Regions from separate parts of the Mus musculus genome. Here regions 1 and 2 are each linked to region 3. A link is a contact called in public promoter capture Hi-C data. All regions are on one chromosome and are shown on one strand. Each heading gives the region's core, a stretch centred on a gene start, on an enhancer-like site or on the middle of the called end of the contact. The rest is flanking DNA. Distances are from core to core; before and after follow the strand shown. Region 1 holds the start of Pidd1 (p53 induced death domain protein 1). Region 2 holds the start of Irf7 (interferon regulatory factor 7). Region 3 holds the start of Ifitm2 (interferon induced transmembrane protein 2).

Region 1 (3,527 bases), core at 979-3,478, 490 kb before region 3:
CACCTAGTGATTTGTTTAAAAGATGTGAATGTGTGTGTCCCACCTTGGTTTGCATGTGCACTACATTGTGTGCAGTGCCTTTGGGAGCCAGAAGAAGACATCAGTTCCCCTGGAATTGGAGGTACAGGCAGTTGTGAGATGCCCGTTACTGATGCTGGCCACTGGACCAAATTATTCTGCAAGTGCTCTTAACTGCTGAGCCATTTCTCCACACTTCTATTTTCTTTAATTTTGAGACATTGACCTATCATGTAACTTTGGCTTGTCACAGAAATCCACTTGCCTCTGCTTCCATAGTACTGGTTGGAATTAAAGACACGCACACCATACCTGGCATGATTTTTTTTTTTTTTTTTTTTATACAAGACAGGGTTTCTCTGTGTAGCCCTGGCAGTCCTGGAACTCACTCTGTAGAGCAGGCTGGCCTCGAACTCAGAAATCTACCTGCCTCTACTTCCCAAGTGCTGGGATTAAAGGTGTGCGCCACCACCGCCAGGCGATTTTTTTTTTTTTAAGGTTTATTTATTTATTTTAACACCATTGATCTCTTCAGACACAGCAGAAGGGGACATCGGATCCCATTACAGATGTTTGTGAGCCACCATGTGGTTGCTGGGAATTGAACCTCTGGAAGAACTATCTTAACCTCTGAGCCATCTCTCCAGCCCCTGGCATGATTTTTTATGTTGTGACTTTTCTGTTTGTTTAAAACAGGGCTGCTCTGTGTATCCCTGGCTGTCCTGGAACTTGTTCTATAGACCAGGCTAGCCTCTAACTCAGAGATCCACCTATCTACCTCCACCTCCAGAGTGCTAGGATTAAAGGCATTAGCCACCACCAACTGTCGTGAATTTTACTTATTTTTATTTTTTGGTTTTTCGAGACAGGGTTTCTCTGTGTAGCCCTGGCTGTCCTGGCACTCACTTTGTAGACCAGGCTGGCCTCCAACTCAGAAATTCGCCTGCCTCTGCCTCCCAAGTGCTGGGATTAAAGGTGTGTGCCATCACTGCCCGGCTGTGATTTTTTTTTTTTTAACTGTAAAATAATACCCAAAATAGCTGGAGAGATGGCTCAATGGTGAAGAGCTCATTTGCAGATTAAAGGCAAATACCACCATGCTCATTAATATAAACTTAAGGAATATTCCTAGGATGATTGCTTTTGAGACAGGTCTTGCTGTGCAGCCCGGGGCAGCAGTTCTCCCATCTCAGAAAGGCACTGCACTTGAGGTGAGCACAATTAGACTAAGCCCCTGGGGCTGGTTTTTATAAAGCACCATCTGGCACCTTTATGGAAACAGTGAGAAAGAGGCAGGTGCTAGAATGGAAGCAGAGAGGCCTTGCAGGAAGCTTGCCCATCACTTAGACTGTAGAACAGTCACTTGGTCATTTCCAGTCCACCAGCTCCACTGAGGATTCTGGGTGTTGGCTTCAATATTAATCAACTAAAGGACTTAGGCAAGTTCTTTTTTGGTTTTTCTAGACAGGGTTTCTCTGTATAGCCCTGGTTGTTCTGGAACTCACTTTGTAGACCAGGCTGGCCTCGAACTCCCGAGTGCTGGGATTAAAGAAGTGCCCACCACGCCCAGCAGGCAAGAACTTCTATCTCAAGTTTGTTTGTGTTGAGACCCACCTAAGTCAGGGAGGAAAAGCCAGGCAACTCACTGCCTAGGTAGGGAGTTGGCCCACAGTAATGATCAATGGTTAGCTCCAATAAGCTGGACTTCACTGCAAAGCCTGAGATGGAAGTCCTGGAGACTCTGAGTCTCAACCTTCCTAATGCTTTGACAGTTCCCATGATGTGGTGACCCCAACCATGAAATTATTCCTGCTACTTCATCACTGTAATTTTGCTAGTTATGAATCACAGTGTAAATATCTTTTGGAGATATAAGTTTGTCAAAGGGGTCGCGACCTACAGACTGAGAACTACTTTCCTAGAGCGGTTCCCCCCAGGAAGCCAGCATTCAAGGTTCTAGCTTCTAGCAAGGAGTGTGACAATACTCTGTTAACCCAAAATTCCTGTCTTAGAATGCACTTGAGACCCAGACTATGCAGTGCCACCACAGGTCTGGGGTTGCAGAGATCTGAAAGTGTAAGTTTTCCTGCGGGTCACCGGCTTCCCTTAGTGCGAACAACAGAAAAGGAAGGAGCCATAAGAACCTCGGAGAATTCCTACTGGCTAGCCCGGAGGGGCGGAGCCCGACGGGTGGCCCGCCCGGAAGCGCGCCGGCGGGAAGGCAGCACAGAGCGCGCCTAGACTGGCGGGGAGATCAGCGTGGCAGGTACTCAATGGGAGGCGGGAAGTTTGCTCCAGAGGCGGGACCAAAGCGATTCCTCACCTACCGAGACCCCCTCTGCTTTCCCCATTTGACGGAGGTGTGAATTGGGAATTGTGGCTCAAGAGTGTCTACTAGGGACCGCGATATGGGACCCTAGCACAAGAACCCCAAAGTCCTCTTGGCTCCCCTTCGCACTGTTTACTGACCCTCTCGGGCACAGTGAACGTCTGCAGTGGAAGAAGGTTCTGGGTTCTCCCCATGCATTTGGGTGTGAAGATAGAAAGTGTGTCCTTATTTCCAGAGCCCTGTAGGGATCAGGGATCACTTGGGCAGATTCCAGAATTGAGGTGGAAACCCTCTCCTTGTCCTTGATCTAAGCAGAGTTCTCCAAGCTATGCTGTTCAGAGTCGCCCTGCCTGGTGCCCCTCCCAGGCAGAAGGATCCAGCACAGATGCAAGCCGTAGGGCTGCAGTGACCACTCCACTCACTACCCCTTGTGCCCAGGGTTCTTGGGCTGGTGGTCTCAAGAGCTCCCGGGTTTCCAAGCTGAGTTATTGTTGCTCTGACCTGGAGGGGGAGCTGGTCCCCTACAGCCTACTCCTCCCCCTGCTTCTCCAGCTTCTATCAGCCTTGCCTAAGCAGGCTTGCTTGGCAAGCTGGGACATGTCTGGTCCCCGAGGACCTTCCATGGGTGATGGCTGCAGTGTTGGAGGGGCAGGAGCCGGAGGAAACTGCAGCTGCTGCAGAGGATGCTGCAACATCCACCTTGGAGGCTGTGGATGCCGGGCCTGGAGCACCTTTTCTCCCGGCTGGGAACCAGTTGAACTTGGACCTACGCCCAGGGGGCTGCCATCGGCTACAGTACCTGTGTTCCCAGCAGCCCCCACAGCTGCTGCAAGTGGAGTTTTTGCGGCTCAGCACCCATGAGGACCCTCAGCTGCTGGATGACACCCTAGCCAAGGTTCCGTGGAGTCTGCTGCGCCTTCGCTCCCTGGTCCTCAAAGGTGAGTACCCTTGCTCCTTCCTGACCCTGTCCTCATCTCTGTCCAGCTTTGACTCTACTTCTTGGACACAAAGGCCATCCTTGTCCCAGCCCTAACTCCAAACCTCTCTTCTCCCCGCACATCAGGTGTGAACCCCTACCCCACAACTGTCCCTTGTCCTTAGCCCTATCACCTTCCTCCCCCAAAGTGAGGCTCGCTGGGCTCTGTCTCCTGAGCCTAGAACCCTGAATGTGCCCAGCCGG
Region 2 (3,347 bases), core at 303-2,802, 310 kb before region 3:
AAATTTTGGAGTTACAGTTGTGAGCTGCCATGTGGGTGCTGGATTTGAACCCCTGTTGTCTAGGAAGAGCAGTTCGTGCCCCTAACCACTAAGCTATTTCTTAGTTCTAGCTTCTTGACCCAGCTGGAACAAGGACAATTTAATCACTGAATAAAGGACACCCCCTTCCCTAAAGGTCTACCCACTGCAATAAGAAGCTTCTTTGGCCAGGTATGGTGGGTGGCGCACGCCTTTAACCCCAGCACTTGGGAGGCAGAGGCACGTGGATTTCTGAGTTTGAGGCCAGCCTGGTCTACAGAGTGAGTTCCAGGACAGCCAGGGCTACACAGAGAAACCCTGTCTCAAAAAACAAAAACAAAACAAAACAAAACAAAAGATTCTCTGAAGAAGGATGGACACAACCCTTGACTGTGGAGATATATTATATATATTTAGTTGTGTGCCAGAAGAGGGCATCAGGTCCCATTAAAAATGGTTGTGAGCCACCGTATGGTTGCTGGGAATTGAACTGAGGACTTCTGGAAGAGCAGCCAGGGCTCTTAACTATTGAGCTGCCTCTTCAGCTTCCAGGGTCTTACTCTATAACACAGGTTGGCCTCAATCCTTCTGCTTCAACCTCTGTCCAGATGGTATATTCTTCCCAGATGGTATACTTTTGTTGTTGTTGTTGTTGTTTTTTGTTTGTTTGTTTTTTGAGACAGGGTTTCTCTGTGTAGCCCTGGCTGTCCTGGAATTCACTTTGTAGACCAGGCTGGCCTCGAACTCAGAAATCTGCCTGCCTCTGCCTCCCAAGTGCTGGGATTAAAGGCGTGCACCACCATGCCCAGTTTACTTTTTTTTTCAGATTTATTTATTTATTATATGTAAGTACACTGTAGCTGTCTTCAGACACACCAGAAGAAGGAGTCAGATCTTGTTACGGATGGTTGTGAGCCACCTTGTGGTTGCTGGGATTTGAACTCAGGACCTTCAGAAGTGCAGTCGTGCTCTGACCTGCTGAGCCATCTCACCAGCCCCCAGATGGTATATTCTTATCTGTACCATTCTCAGTGTTAAGCCAAATTGTACCATAGTCTCTCTTTAGACTCCACTTTCTAAGATTTTTTTCAGCCAGCTAAACAAAACAAATAAACAAACAAAACCTACTGACTGTTGTGGGTATCCCTGCCTTGTCCCAATGTGCTTTCCTGAAGAGGTCCTGGGGAAAGACCTTTCCCACACTTCCACCAGGGGCTGAGCCTGGCAGATAGACCTCCACCTACTTACTATTCTTACTGTCCTCCAAGACATGGCTGTTCTGTCCAAAGCAGGGTCAGCCTCTCTCATTGAATCTACAAAGAGCCTGGAAGACTGAATCTGAGAGAGTGATCAGTGAAGGGCAGTGAAGAGAAGCTGGGGGGTGGGGGGGGAACAGGAGGGAAGGATTTGCAATTGAGTGCTACAAACTAGTGACACCCTAGTGACGTCTGGAGCCCTTAAGCCACACCCTGCCTGGGCTCTGCCCCGCCTCTGCCCGAAGTACTATAAAAGCACTGGCACCCTCCTTTTCACTGAGATAAAACCCGTCCCGGCGGCTCCGGTACCAGGTATGTGGGACTCTTGGGCCACTCGGGGAGGGAGGTGAGCTAGTGCCACAGGGGAAATTCTTGTCCCCTCTACAGAGTAGTGAGTGATCAGTGAAGGGCAGTGAAGAGAAGCTCGGGGGAAACAGGAGGGCAGACGTCCCGGCAGGATTTGCAATTGGGTCTGCAGGGATTGGGATCTGAGTAAGGGTCGGGTGTAGTTTGAGGACTGCACTGGTAGGCATGGAGACAGTGGAGACAGCGGGAAGCCAGCAGCTACCGGGCGCTGTTTAGACTGTTTAGGTTTCATTTTCCTGAGATGCAGTTTCGTTTTACTCGTCTGGGCCCGCCCCTTTTGTGTCTTCGCAGGGTCCAGCCTGTGACAGCCCATCCAGGCTCGGACGCTGGATTAACACCTGTGACATCACGTGTGCGCTCCCGCTACATCTGTAGTCACATCTACAGCCACCTTGGCAGAGGAATCTACACTGAGTTCTGAACCTAGGTGACCACAAGTTCTCAAACCTCATCTGTGACCCTCAACACCCTAATACCTGGGTCACACTTGTGAAACTGAAATTCCTACCTGTTACCAACACTTGTAACGTTTAAAACACATTTGTGAAACTTGGTCACACTATCTGTGGCTACAACCTAAAACCATAGAGGCACCCAAGGGGCCTTATTTGCAATAGCTGACTGCTCCAGTGACTACAAGGCATCACAGAGTAGTAGCATCTACTTTGATTCTCCCAGACTGCCTGTGTAGACGGAGCAATGGCTGAAGTGAGGTGAGAACATGTCTACCCTGGTTGTATTGGGTCCTGTGTCCCTTACATTAGCCCTAACCCCAGCGTGGCTGCTCTGCCTGCAGGGGGGTCCAGCGAGTGCTGTTTGGAGACTGGCTATTGGGGGAGGTCAGCAGCGGCCAGTACGAGGGGCTGCAGTGGCTGAACGAGGCTCGCACAGTCTTCCGCGTACCCTGGAAGCATTTCGGTCGTAGGGATCTGGATGAAGAAGATGCACAGATCTTCAAGGTGGTACCCAGTCCTGCCCTCTTTATAATCTGCCAGAACTCCTGGGGGAATCCAGCCTCAACCCATGCTCTCTCCTCTCCTTCAGGCCTGGGCTGTGGCCCGAGGGAGGTGGCCACCTAGTGGAGTTAACCTGCCACCCCCAGAGGCTGAGGCTGCTGAGCGAAGAGAGCGAAGAGGCTGGAAGACCAACTTCCGCTGTGCACTCCACAGCACAGGGCGTTTTATCTTGCGCCAAGACAATTCAGGGGATCCAGTTGATCCGCATAAGGTGTACGAACTTAGCCGGGAGCTTGGATCTACTGGTGAGCAGTGCCACAAACAGGGATGGGCCAGGGAGGTACATGGCCTCTGTCATTTTGGTGGTTTCAATGGTTTGATTTGTGGTTTTTGAAACTAGTTGTAGATTCAGTTCCTCTCCTTCCAAAGTGTGTGTGTGTCGGGGTGGAGGGGGAGTGCACACTTCCTGCTAAGTCAGAGCCTTGGGCTGAGTGAGGTACCTGGTGGTTTGGGAACAGAGGGTATGAGAAATAGAGAACTTTTGGAACTGCTTGGGCATCGTAACCAAATCTCCCCTCCCCACTCCTCTCCCTCAGTGGGCCCAGCCACGGAAAATAGGGAAGAAGTGAGCCTCAGCAATGCTCTGCCCACACAGGTACATCTGGTCCATCCTTCCTAGGTGTGGGGGATCGGCAGGTGCCTACCACTATGCTGTCTATTACAGGGTGTGTCCCCAGGATCATTTCTGGCA
Region 3 (3,187 bases), core at 345-2,844:
TGACTTTTCCCCTAAAATGATTTTCATCTCTCTCACACACACACACACACACACACACACACACACACACACACACACACACACACACACACACACAAAACCAAGAACAACCCCCACACCACCACCAAACCAAACAATAACAAAGACACCTTACCCCACCCTCTTTCCCTTTAGCCCCTGGAGGCTGCTCACCTACTTCTGACCTGAGAGCTGTTCATAAGGCTTATTCAGGTTTAGCATATATCAGAGCTTTCCTTTTTCATTTGCCAGTTGATAGACATCTAACCTCTGTCTGTTGCCTGTCGTTACGAATGCTGCTGTAGACATGAGATACAGGCATACAGGATACGTATAGACATGTGTTCATTCTCTTACACACGAGAAGTGGGATTCTGGGTTGTAGCTTCGATCTGCCCACTGCCTGCAAAGCCTGCAGCATCAGTGGTGTGGTTTCTTTGCTTCTAAACTACAGTGCTTCCTAATGGGTATGAGCAGTGTGCTGCTGGGGCTTTGATCTGCATTTTGCTAATGAGCAAGAATGTGGAGCCTGTTACCCATTGTGCCTCTTCTAGAAGAAATGTTGAGTTCCCCTTTCGTTCATTTTTTTAAAATTTTTACTTACTACTTTTTATTCATTTATTTAAGACAAGCTGTCATGTAGCCCAGGCTGGACCTTGAACTGATTCTCCTGCTGACCTTTCCCAAGTGCTGGGATTACAGACATGTGACCTGCTCCAGCTTTTGAGGCTCTGATCGATGGTGATGGTTGTACAAGTAGAGGCGAACAAGGGCTCTGTAGTTAGACTCACTGATCTCCTCCTTGCTCCATTCTGCCCTGTGGGATGAAATTTGGGTGCTGGGGGTGGGGGTGTGAGGTTACTGAATGGGTTCAAGTGTCAAACGATTTGTGTCCTTCACCACCAGGGAACTTCCCTTGTTTCTAGGACGCTCAGTTCCCTCACTGCTTCTGCCGGGAAAGACTCGGAGTTCCCTGTGTAGCCGTACTCCTACAGGCTTCATTTTAGCAATGGCTGTTTCGCAACTGGTAGGAAAACATCTGCCTTCCATAAGCTCCCCGGCTGCAGCCAAGTGACTGGAATTTTCCTTCCCTAGCTAGCCAGGAGCATCCAGGCCCTGTGCTGGAAGGCTCCTCCTTCCCCAACTGACAGCCAAAGAAACATTGAGTTGCAGATCTCCCCAGCCCCCACCTGCAACAGATTAGTTTAGGGGTGTGTGTGCTTGGGGTTTTTTAGAGGAGGCCCTCACTGTGAGGCCAGGTTTAGGGATGTACCAGGGGTGTGAGAGCAGGGGGCTGGGGAGACTAGATCTGGGGAGAAGTTCTAGTATGCCTACTGTAAGCAGGAGGTGGAGACCTTCAGACAAGTTTTAGCCCTGGGACAAGTCTAGATCCCTGGAAGTTTATACAGAGGTACCTCAACAGTCAACTAGTCCTGAAGTAATTTGATACTCAAGGCCTAAGTACCGCCCACTTCAGTATCCAGCCAATTCCCCACAGTAAGGCCCTCTGGAGACTAACCCACCAACAGGAAAAGGAAATTGCTAGAGAAAGGGCGGGTCTACAGAACCAGGATAGCAGCAGCCATCCTCCAGACGGGGCGATTGTTCCAGAGTCAGTACCATGAGCCACAATTCTCAAGCCTTCTTGTCCACCAATGCCGGGCTTCCTCCAAGCTATGAGACAATCAAAGAGGAGTACGGGGTGACTGAGCTGGGGGAACCCAGCAACTCAGCTGTTGTGAGGACCACCGTGATCAACATGCCCAGAGAGGTGTCGGTGCCTGACCATGTGGTCTGGTCCCTGTTCAATACACTCTTCTTCAACGCCTGCTGCCTGGGCTTCGTTGCCTATGCCTACTCTGTGAAGGTGAGTGTGCTAGAGGGGGTGGGAGGGAATGGTGTAAGAAGGTGTGTGTGAGCCTGAAGCGCCATCTACTCAGATAGCACCGAGGTGTGAGTGTGGGGTCCTTTCTGTAAGAAAGTGTGTGTGCACCCTTCCTATTTGTGTGTGTGTGTGTGTGTGTGCGTGCGTGCGTGCGCGCGCGCGCGCGCGCGCACTGTCTGTCTCTGGTGTTGGAGACTTTCTGATAGTCACAGGATGAAACTGCCTGGGGATTCTGGGGCCAGACTTTCCCCACCCCTTCACCCTTTAGACTGGGGCCCTAATCTGTGTGGAAAGTGAGGTATGCAGCGAATGCTGGAGCTTACTGTATAGTTTGTGTTTGTGTGTGTGTGAAAAGAGGGGAGGGTTTCCCGGCTGGAGGGAGTGAGACAGTGGGCAGGGAGCAGTTGGGGAAATGGAGCCAGAGCACCTGGCTCTCAGCTGGCCAGCTCCAGGGCTCCTTACATCTAATTTCCTTCAGTCTAGGGACAGGAAGATGGTGGGCGATGTGGTTGGAGCCCAGGCCTACGCCTCCACTGCCAAGTGCCTGAATATCAGCTCCCTGATCTTCAGCATCCTTATGGTCATTATCTGCATCATTATTTTCTCTACCACCTCTGTGGTAGTCTTTCAGTCTTTTGCACAAAGAACACCCCATTCTGGATTCTAGCTGCCCTGTGCTCCACGGTCCACATCTGCCCCGCCCCTGCCCCGCCCCCAGGCTCAAGCCTCGACCCTTTACCCTACGCGTATGCAAATGTTACCTTCACCTATCTGTCCACAGTGGATTCAATAAAGTGCACGGGGTGGCAACTCTGGCTGTGACTCACTGTTCTCTGGTTCTGTACCGAGCTCACCTTGCATCCTTTTTGTCTGAGGAGAGCAAGTGTCGTTAACTTGTCAGGCTTCTGGTCTCCAGATATGGGCAGCAGCCGACCTGTGGGTTTTTGCCTGATCCAGGCAGAGGGGATCCGAGGATCATCTAACGCTGAGGCCGTGCTCCCGGGGGTCCCAGGAAGGGTGCAGAACTTTGGGCAAAGGAGGCTCCGGCCTAGGAGTGAAAGACACCCGGAGTCCTTTACTTTAGGGGAAAAGAAATCCCTAGCCAAGATGTGTCCTCTTTTTGTGGTGGCCTCTTGGATATGACTTCAAGCTCCTGAGCTGGCCCGCACACAAAAGTTGGGTGCTGTGAAGTTTGCTGCCCTCACTGTTTCCTTCCCCACACTCAGGCTTATGTAGGGACCTGGAGTGGGTGGGGACTCTAGAAGGTTTCTTGTAGGAGGACCA

What was found. Promoter capture Hi-C pulls out the DNA fragments that hold promoters and counts their contacts.
Region 1: a promoter capture Hi-C map of liver shows a contact between it and region 3, with 4 times the contacts expected there. The contact joins the promoter of Pidd1 here to the promoter of Ifitm2 in region 3. A contact is called at or near these places in 8 of 39 promoter capture datasets (the C10 cell line, the HPC-7 cell line, embryonic stem cells and 3 more), 2 of 484 Hi-C or Micro-C datasets (LSK cells and embryonic stem cells), 2 of 115 datasets of contacts at active chromatin or transcription factors (embryonic stem cells and pancreatic cancer cells) and 2 of 9 other capture datasets (adipose tissue and liver).
Region 2: a contact with region 3 is called in a promoter capture Hi-C map of liver, with 2.1 times the contacts expected there. The contact joins the promoter of Irf7 here to the promoter of Ifitm2 in region 3. A contact is called at or near these places in 8 of 39 promoter capture datasets (the C10 cell line, the HPC-7 cell line, embryonic stem cells and 3 more), 2 of 484 Hi-C or Micro-C datasets (muscle stem cells and regulatory T cells), 3 of 115 datasets of contacts at active chromatin or transcription factors (embryonic stem cells, memory CD8 T cells and pancreatic cancer cells) and 2 of 9 other capture datasets (adipose tissue and liver).

What each region holds. Positions count from the first base shown.
Region 1 is chr7:141,442,726-141,446,252 of GRCm38.p6, reverse strand. Pidd1 (p53 induced death domain protein 1) reads left to right here and starts at 2,228. Exons shown (of 16, transcript NM_022654.2): 1 at 2,228-2,284; 2 at 2,900-3,285. The coding sequence starts at 2,976.
Region 2 is chr7:141,264,629-141,267,975 of GRCm38.p6, reverse strand. It overlaps Irf7 (interferon regulatory factor 7), which reads left to right and starts at 1,552. Exons shown (of 10, transcript NM_016850.3): 1 at 1,552-1,586; 2 at 1,932-2,353; 3 at 2,437-2,599; 4 at 2,685-2,901; 5 at 3,193-3,251; 6 at 3,321-3,347. The coding sequence starts at 2,340.
Region 3 is chr7:140,954,368-140,957,554 of GRCm38.p6, reverse strand. It overlaps Ifitm2 (interferon induced transmembrane protein 2), which reads left to right and starts at 1,594. Exons shown (of 2, transcript NM_030694.1): 1 at 1,594-1,885; 2 at 2,382-2,716. The coding sequence starts at 1,640. The coding sequence ends at 2,570.